Regions from separate parts of the Podarcis muralis genome. Here region 2 is linked to region 1. Evidence: chromatin contacts called from public Hi-C data. All regions are on one chromosome and are shown on one strand. Each heading gives the region's core, a stretch centred on a gene start, on an enhancer-like site or on the middle of the called end of the contact. The rest is flanking DNA. Distances are from core to core; before and after follow the strand shown.

What was found. A called contact is a pair of places that touch in the nucleus more often than the background predicts.
Region 2: a contact with region 1 is called in a Hi-C map of tail, with 3 times the contacts expected there. The contact joins the promoter of TMEM109 here to the promoter of TMEM216 in region 1. A contact is called at or near these places in 2 of 3 Hi-C or Micro-C datasets (blood and tail).

The regions. Positions count from the first base shown.
Region 1 is chr1:80,218,274-80,223,058 of rPodMur119.hap1.1, forward strand. TMEM216 (transmembrane protein 216) reads right to left here and starts at 2,076. Exons shown (of 6, transcript XR_013393841.1): 1 at 1,876-2,076; 2 at 1,090-1,191; 3 at 684-776. TMEM138 (transmembrane protein 138) reads right to left here. Exons shown (of 5, transcript XM_028737281.2): 4 at 3,836-3,911; 5 at 2,919-3,610. The coding sequence ends at 3,498.
Region 2 is chr1:80,504,947-80,509,779 of rPodMur119.hap1.1, forward strand. TMEM109 (transmembrane protein 109) reads right to left here and starts at 2,908. Exons shown (of 4, transcript XM_077932691.1): 1 at 2,462-2,908; 2 at 1,226-1,494; 3 at 501-603. The coding sequence starts at 1,462. PRPF19 (pre-mRNA processing factor 19) reads left to right here and starts at 3,911. Exons shown (of 16, transcript XM_028737541.2): 1 at 3,911-4,089. The coding sequence starts at 4,071.

The sequences.
Region 1 (4,785 bases), core at 826-3,325:
TTATATATAATGGGAAGTGGGGTGGGGTATTTCTTGGAAGGGTAGTAGGAGATGGGTGATTGGCTCAATGGGTATGGTAAACCTGTTGATGACTGAACATTTTTTTAATTTTTTAAATATATATATATATATTGACTACGTCAGACCAACACGGCTATCTACCTGAATCAAGAATCATTTAACTGAGATTAAGGAATGGGATTTTGCATTTAACATTTGTACTGTAGTTCATAAGCTAGTCTCAGGTCAGGAAGGACAGTCAGACTGGATGAATGGGATCTCATATTTCCACCCGCATAATGTTGTCTTGCCTCCTACCTACTCCTGAATGAGGGAATGTACCACAGAGCCCCTTTTTCAGCCTTTGGGCATCATTTCATTGGAGGCACCTATTCCAGTTCAGCAGAATAATTAGGAAGACCTAGAATGATGGAGTGAAGGCACTGTCAGCACTTTACACTCTGCTCAACTACTCTACTCTCAAACACCTTTGCTGTTGGAGAAGCAGAATTTATCGATGAGTGAACCACATTAACAACAACAACAACAAAATTTTATTCATATCCTGCCCATCTGGCTGGGTTTCCCCAGGAGTCATCTTTTCAGGTCAAGTGCCATCAAAGATGCTCACAAAATGGCAGGTGAGTGCACTACTTGTGGGAACATTTTTATTGAATACTCACCAAAAAATATCCGGGTCACTTCAATCCCAAGATAGAGAAAAAGCATAATCAGGTCCAAAGCCAAATTGGCAGAGGGGTAGGGCAACAGGAGTCCTAAGCGGGTACACAAATGGACATGTGCATTAAGAGAACAGCAAAGCCAGATGCCTCTTCCCATTTAATGAATTCCTTAATAAAAGAAGAGGGGCTGATGTTGGTTAACATCTAATGTAGCAGCTAGAATGACAACAAACAGTGGGACATGGATGGTTCTGAAAAAGGCTGTGAACTCTCAAGCAGCTAGGTGAGGAATAAATAATTACACTATCCACTTTGTTCTTTCACTTTCTTCAGGCGAGAGCCACAAGGTAAATGCGTAAAAAAAGCCTGCAGGCAACCCAAACATATCATCCCTTCAAAGACTCACCTTTATAGACAAATATGAAAATCTCCAACAGAAAATATGTTGCATAATACCAGCCGTTCAGGAACAGGAGAATCTCCAGAGGGGTGGAGGAGAGCTGGCGATCTAGGTGAAACCAGAATATGATTATCTATGGGGTACACATTTTGTGTTCCACTCTCACCTCTTAAAGAGGAGCAGTACAAACTTTCTTGAGAGACTATATTAGAGTTTATGTACACTTCCTTTGTTGTGAGCTCAAAACTGGGGTGCTGTGTCCTCACCAGCTTAGCGTGGAACCTCAGCAAATGGTCTAACATACCTCAGGCAAAGGGAAACCAACCAGCAGCAGAGAATAAAAACCCCACCGATCTGAGAACCCCTTGGAAGGGTCCAAAACCCCGTATTTGGGCAGCTTTACTAGGAGAGGGTTGCGAAGGGGCAGCCTCCCGCAGGACGTGGCCTCGAGTCTACCACCCTCCTCTGGCAGAATGGTTTTTCTGGGGAAGCTCAGCGCTAGGCTGAGCGAAGAGGCCCCTCATCAGGCTCTGGGGACCCGGGGGCCACTCTGCCTCCCTCCCCTTCGCTCCGGGAGCGCTTGGCGGGATGCCGTCAGATCCCCGCCGTCGCTGCCGGGCTGCAGCCGGAGCCCGGTTCCCGTCCCTGCTGCAGGGCTCGGGGTGTCCTGAGCGGCGGGCCGGGCGAGCGGGGTGGGAATCAAGAAGAGCCGAGCCTTCCACGGGGATCAGTCGCGGTGACGTGACCTCGCAGCCCCCAGGGCCCTAGAACACTGCCGGGACCCCGACTTACTGCGAGGCGCCATCTTCCATCGCCATGGAAACCGCTACGCAGGAAACCCACTTCCGGCGGAGCTGACTGCACGGAAGCGGGAGAGGGCGGAGTGGCGCGCAGCGTTCGCGGAGGCAGAAAGGTCTGGGTTGGCGAGGCGCGCGCTCGCTCCCTCGCTCCCAGCACGTTAGACCGAAAGGACGCAGAGCAGAGCCGCTCTATCCCTGGCCTCTTTGTGCCGGAAGACCCGTTAGAAAGGCAAAAAGCTCCATGCGATACCGGATATCGAGCCGCGTCTCTTTGGGGCGGAGGCCCAGATTCCGAGCGGGGACGGCGTCGCCTCGTCTCCATGGTAACCAATGAATGCTACCCGCGCTTCCTCCGCGCGAGTTGTGGAGGCAGGAAATAAACGCAGGGGCTCCGTTCTCTCGCCTTCTGACAAGGAGCGACACCTATTTCTTTGCTTGTTATGTAACGTTTTTCTTCCACCCTTTCCTCATACGCACATTTTTATTTTAGATTTTACAAGTTTTTTCCCCGGGAAGTGGGGACAACATACACACACGCACATCATACAAAGCACCTCGGATTGCTTAGTTCACATGGCTCAAACGGCACCTAGCTCGTATATATCCGAAAATCCACTCCCAAATCCACCACTTAACAAGTTACCCAGTATCCCCTCCTGCCCTCAAAAGCTTTTTTATTATTCCATCAAAGGCCCACAGCGTTCCACAATTAATTCTATTGTTAGGAGTCCTGCCCCACATTTTAGAGTACAAGATTTCTTGGGTATTGCACTTTAGGAACAAGCTTCTATTCCCCCTCCCAGTTTATTTTTTCTGTGAATTTCATTATCTTACCCTAAACCACACACATGCCAGGCATAACGAAAACATTCGTTTCCTGTATTGGAATGTTGCTAAATTATATGGTTTATTTTTAGTATCAACAGCACAACACAGAGAACTGGTGGTAACAAATCAAGCCTTGGAATGGAAAGAACACCCTTTTATTACCACACATTAGAGGAAAAACAAGAAAGCAAGATCACCACACTATGGTTTCTGAAAAAGAGCCGATTTATTTTCTCGCCATTTATAAAAATGCAAGTACAAAAGGGGAATCTAACAAGTCAATGAGAGTACATTTGCTCAGGCTGAATACTGCAAAGCCAAACCATAGTCTTTATGCCTTGTCACACTGTCAGAGGTACTAGTGAAGGCAGGAATCCTTTTCTGTCACAGGGGAGCTTAGGGCAAGAAAATATTCTCAAGGAGGAAAATGCAGCATTGCTACTCAGTGGGAGTTGTCAGCCAAATCTGTTTGGCACTTCAAATCGTTCCTCAGTAAGGCTGCAGCCAAATCCAGAGTGCAGTTTGCTGAACTGAAAGGAGGATTGTGGAGTGCTTGGAGACTGAGAAGCATATAGTAGCAAGCAGGGTATCCACAAAAGAGCAGTTCCATTGATGAGTAGCCTAATGTGCACGAATGTAGGAAAGGGATTAAGTCATTTGACCACATGAGATTTAGAACTTGACTGTAGGAGACAAATTGTAGTGGGAGGAGGGGAACTTGCTGCAAGATATTGGTAAAATCTCTGTGGACATTCTAGCAAGCTCCAAATGATCCAGAAGCAGCTGTCAACTGTGTGCTTGTGCAAACTCTTTCCGTAGCCAAAGAGAGTCCTGGTAGAAACGGGGATCTCCCAAGTGCACAGCCGTCCTCTTATAGAAGTAGTAGTACAGCACAGCCACTGCAACCAATCAGAAATAAGTCACAAGCCAGCAAGGTCAACACTGTATCAACTTTACTAGTTTTCTTACATTCAACTTCACCATTATCCCCCCAGCTACACTCCCCCTGCTCCCTGTCCCATCTACTTTCTGTGGGGAAGCACAGATGGAACCAGCCTCATTGATAAATTTTTAAGCTTTGCTCAGAAGTCATAACACAGGGGAGAAATGAAACAGCCTCGTACCCATTCTCTGGAAAACAAAAAGAGTCTGCAGCCCATCTGTCCACACAAAATAGTTGGAATTTTTCCAGCGGAGGTTCTGTGGGAAAGAAATGTATGAAATATTAAAGGCAGGAAATAGACTGTTCCTCCCAGAACAACACAAAACAATACCAACCATCCTTTCAGACTTTCTTCAGTGCCCCATCTTTCTACCAAATTCCTTCAGAAACATGGCTCCCATTTTCCTACTCCCAATAATTATTTATATATTGGGGAAGCAGCAACATTCCTAACTCCTTCTCTTGAAAGTTCAGAGATTATTACAATCTCAAATAAACATTCTAGAAACCATGCAACAATCCAGGACAACAAAGAACGCCTGTGGTATCCCATTGATTGGTGTGTCCCCTTCCTACATCCCACTCAAGGAAGCTTCCACATTTTTTCCAAGTATATTAAACCAGGACTTATGCAACTGTATCTATAAAAATATTTTCACAGATAAAATAAAAACCAAAAGTTGACCCACATTAAAATTAGACACAATATTTGTTGAGCTTGTTGGAAAAAAAGAGTAATGATGTTAGTTCCACTACTAGAGAGTTTCCAAAACTCATGTTCCCAGTCGTAATAGGCTATTCCAAGTCTTTCTTAACAGTTAAGCAACCAGACACCACATGGAATGGATGCCAGCACTCGGAGCAGCTCAGGGAGCAAAGAAAGGTTAATCGGATCAGCAGATTTATACAGAACAACCAGACCTATTCTAGCTCTCAACAACTGATCACAGAAAATCCTCTTAAATCCTCCTGCCTCACCAAGCAAGGTTTAGGAAAGCAGTAGTACCCAACTTTCAAGCTAGATTGCTTCATCTAACTTCAAAGATGAGATATTAATTCCCTAAATATCAGATGACAAGATACTGGGACTTAACTACAATATGTACCATTTTGTCCAGTGTATTCTAGGCA
Region 2 (4,833 bases), core at 1,658-4,157, 290 kb after region 1:
CACAAGCAGGAAGTGTATGTCTGAGAAATGCAAACACCTCTTTGGCAAACATGACTCATGCTGCATCCCTGAGCCAAGATAACAGTAACAACAACAATAATAAATTAGGAACCAGTATGGGTTCAATCGTATTCCTATATGCCAATCCCAGCCCTGCTCCATCACCATCACAACTGACATAAGTTTAACATCACAAACCTATGCTTTATTTGCTTGGAAGACAGTCCCACTGAGTTGAGTCCCACTGAGTTGAGTAGGGCTGCAGCCTAGGTTAGTTGCTCATGCTTTAAAGACAAATAAGTAAGAAAGGGGGACTGAATATGCGACATCTTTTGGACTCCTGGGGTGGTATTCAGCTAAGTTTGTCACAGAGTAAACCCACTGAAATGAACAAACATGGCTAAGTTATGTTAATTAATTTCAATGGGTCTGCTCTAAGTAAAATTTAGTTGAACAATACTACCCTGTCGTTCCATCCAACCTATCTCCTAGTCACTTACCAGCTATTCCAAAGGAAGTAAGGAGCTGCCCTGTAATTTCAGCCACAACAAATAATGCTGAAGAGATCCCAGAGGACACCATCCAGACCAGGGAAGAAATATTCTGCAAGAAGAGAAGATGCACACATGGGTGTTTCCTATTCACTCCATTACCAGCCGTCAGAATTCAAAAGGGCTGTCCCTTTTGTCAGAACCCATCTGCTTGGGTACCGAAATGTAGCGATGGATAGCTCCCTTAGCTGATGAAATGAGTGGGAATTAAATAAATAGCAACAAGATGACATAAAACTGGTCAAAATCAGTTTTGTCATAGATTTAATTTAGTCATCTAGAAAAAGAAGGTGGTACAACTCTCCTTGGACTCATACCAACTCTGAACAAAGCTAAAGGAATTTATGCTGGAAATGTTCCCTCTTGTTCAAAATCCCAACACAAAGTAAACTAGCATGTCAAGGCAAAACTCTGACTGGTTTCCCCATCACCACCACATAGCAAAGTGTTCAATTATGTAATCCCCAACTGCATTCTAAAGTGGTTCAATCCAGAAAGACCTGTTCACTGTGCTTTCTCCCCTAAACATTTAGCTTATTTGTCCACCAGTTAGCGACTTGCCACAGATACATGAAAACCACTAAATATCATCATCATCATCATCATCGTATTGAATTTATATACCACCCTATACTCCCAGGTATAGCAGCAGTTCACATGAACTTCTTTCTTACCTCATTCAATATTCTAAAGTTCTCTCGTCCAATCAAATCCTCCATTGTCTCGCTCATGGCACGACCCACTTGGGATAGAAAGTCCGGTTCGGCATACTTTGCTCGCTTTGGCTCACTCCGGTACTGCTGGGCATTGGTTATTCCTATGTGAGTGAGCACAAGCACTGCTACTACGGCCAAGATTGGTTTTGGCAGGGGCTGGAAGCAGCTCCGTAAGGCGAGGCCCCATCGAGTCATGACTCCAGCTGTTGTCTTTGCAACCAACTTCTCTGCAAAATAGGAGAGATCCCTAAAGTCATGTTTATCTAGTACTGCAAGCAATCTAAGGAGTGACAAGGATGACATTGTAGCCATGCAAATGTATGCCACCTCTTCTCACTACAACACCCACTACATAAAGAGAAATTAATAGAAAGATGAGCAGAGCAGACTACTAAACTAGATGAAACCTTTAGTTCCATTGCCCCATGACAGAGTCAATTGCAAGCAAGATGGATTCTGCATACCGTACAAACAAAAAGTCGAACTTCATGCAAGAGGATGACCTGTACTAAGTACATTTTGCATGCAACAAGACAAACTGTGTTGAACAATAGATGTAACTGGATGAGGCACACACCCTCTGTACAAACACTAAGCCAGGGGTTGGGAACCTATGGCTCTCTGGATTAAGTTGAGCTCCAGCTTCCTTCAGCCTGCAGATCAAGCAGCTCTCTAATGAACGCTAGAGACCATCGTACTCCTGTCTGCTCTGCAGTATTTTTCTAGCAACCTATACACAGAAGGAAGCAGGGGGTCTACAAAGAGGAAGGTGAGACTCTCTCTTGCGGGTGCAGGACTGACTTGGTCTCAAGTCACTGGGTGAAAAGTCTAAATAAAGGGCCACGACCCCACATCCCCCTCTCGTTTCTCTTACAGAGATACAACCTCACTCCGCCCCCCAAACACAATTCCCCCTCCCCTGTTTTTCTCTCCCCACTTTCTGAAGCTCCTCCTTAGCCTGACTTATTCTCCCCCCCCCCCCCGCACCTGTTTACAGAAGCGCAGGGAATAGCCTGCTGCCGCCTTGAAGTCGTTAATGGCACGAGGGAGCTCTTGCTCCTGGCTGCTCCCGAGAGATTCGCGCGAAGATTCCCACCAGCAGCGCCAACCTGAGCTGGAGGGCGCACGCGCCGAACGGGGGCTGCTGATTGGCCGCCGCCGCCGAGGAGAAAAAGCAGAGCCGGGGCTGCTTACCTGGGTACTTGGCCTAGAGGGGAAGTCCGGAGCGAGCAGCTTTATCGCCCCCCCCCCCCCTCACTCTCTCTCCCCATTCAAATATAGCTCCAAGCCCCGTTGCACTCTGGGAAATGCAGTCCAAAAGGAAGGAGCAAGGCGCGCCGCGCTCGATCCAGGAGCATGCCGGGAATTGCAGTTCTTTACAGCGACGTTCACACCAGTTAAAGCAACCACGCGCTTCCAATTATAGATACAGATACACTTTGCTGTCTGCTTCCCACGAGAGTCCTTCCCGCCGCAAATAGTGCGCCGGATCCAATCACAATTAGGCTCGAGGGTCGTTACTGGGATTTTACATTGTCATTCGGTGGGTGGTGCCGCCTTCAGGCTCGTAATTGTGGAAGATATCTAGGTTCTTATCTCGATATGAAACTTCAGGGCTCCTTAAGGCATTTCTGCTGCCGCTTCTCTTCCCTGGGATGGAAGGGGAGATCTTTTTACGAGGTCAGGAGGGAACCTGTATTGCAGCGCATGTAGCTTTAATTAACAAGAAGAAATAGCAAAGAGAGCGGCTCCCCTCTAACTTGGGGAGTTTATATCACGCGAAACCTGTGATCTGACTTTTGAGCGTTTTCTGCACGCTTAAAAAAAGGGGGGGGGATTTACGACGCTCCTGCGGTGTATTAACATCACAGGGCAGAGATGGAGTTGAGACTGGGCTGGATTTTCAGCAAAACATTCTCCTTACCAAACGCGTATCGGGTAGCACTACAGTGGTACGCTTCAGGTTACAGACTCTGCTAACCCAGAAATATTACCTCGGGATAAGAATTTTGCTTCAGGATGAGAACAGAAATCGTGCTCCAGCCGCGCGGCAGCAGCAGGAGGCTCCATTAGCTAATGTGGTGCTTCAGGTTAAGAACAGTTTCAGGTTAAGAACTGACCTCCGGAACGAATTAAGTACTTAACCTGAGGTACCACTGTAGTTACCTCGTTAAACTGCAGAGGACAGCAAAAACCACTTCTGCTCTCCTGTACAGCGTTCAGGCAGGTGTCTTTGTGCCCCGTTGCCTTGGCGTGCGAACACGCCGCACTTCCCAATACTTTAAAAACAAAATACCCACGAATTAAGAGCTAGAAGGAGCAGCAGCTGCTGCTCCATCTGCTACTGCAACCGGATGGGTGCATTCAATGGATGGGTGCTCTCCATTGTTCTCTTGAATTTTGCCGCGAGAAAGAGGGGCGCGGAGCAGGAGCTGAAAGGCTTCCAAATACGGATTAGCACGCGCGCAGCCGAACGCGGCTACTCCTCGGTCCCAATGCATGCCGGGAGTTGTAGTTGTTGATGGGCACGGCTGGAGCCCTCCGGATCCGGAAGGTGGTTGCCTTTCCTGGTCCGTTTGGCCTCGCAGCGATGCCTTTGCTTTCCTTCCTTCCGGAAGTGCGGGGGCGGGAGGAAGAAGAGGAAGATTCCGCTTCCGGCCGACTGCTGGAGTCTCCCGCGCGCTGGCGTCTGGCGCGCGGTACAGTTTAAAGAAGCTGGCTCCGGCCACCGGAAGTAGAATCCTCCTCCTCGATCTCGTGGCCCGGAAGCGGCCGTGAGGCAGAGACCGAAGAGGCGCTCGCCATGTCCCTCATCTGCTCCAGTGAGTGACTCGCCTTCGCCTTTTCTCGTGCCCCTTTCGGCCTTCCGGCTCCTCACAGCATTCGGGGGGAGGAGGAAGGGGAGGGAGCAGCCAGTGGCCTACAGTTGGTGGGGAAAGCGGGGGGGGGGGGAGTTGAGGGTTCCAGCCACAGTGATGCTGGTCATGAGGATGTGTTCAATACATTGCTGTGGGCGGTTGCATGGCTCTCTGCCGTGTCCATAGAGCTCCACATGCCCAACATACTTGCCCCAGGCCTTTAAAATAACCCAGCAGTACAATCCAGCAACAGTGCTGTTCTGGCCCCCGGTGGAGATGCTGAGGCTGAGAGTGTGTGGTTTTCCCAAGACTGCCTGGCGAGTTCCTAGAAGAGATGAGGTCCCAACAGGGGGGCTTCCTGCTTTGCAGCTCTGTTTCTTAACCACCACTCAAATCTCCTCCGCTTGCGCCACTAGGGATGGTGTTTGTGATATTTCCCAGTTTGGTTTTATGCACGTTCACTCAGGAGTAAGTCTCAACATACCTGAAGTAGCTAAATCTTTAGTAAGTATGTTAAGTTTTGCAGCCTCAACAATTGAGCCTCAATCTTGAAGCACAAAACGCTGGGTTGGATCTTTTAAGATGAATCTTAATTGTCTTTCTGAGGGTCCAAAGATGTTGGAATGGCGGGTAAATAACATTCTTATGACCTTGCCTTTCATTTCTGGTAACAAAAACAATGGGTTACCCTGATCTGACAGTTCAGAG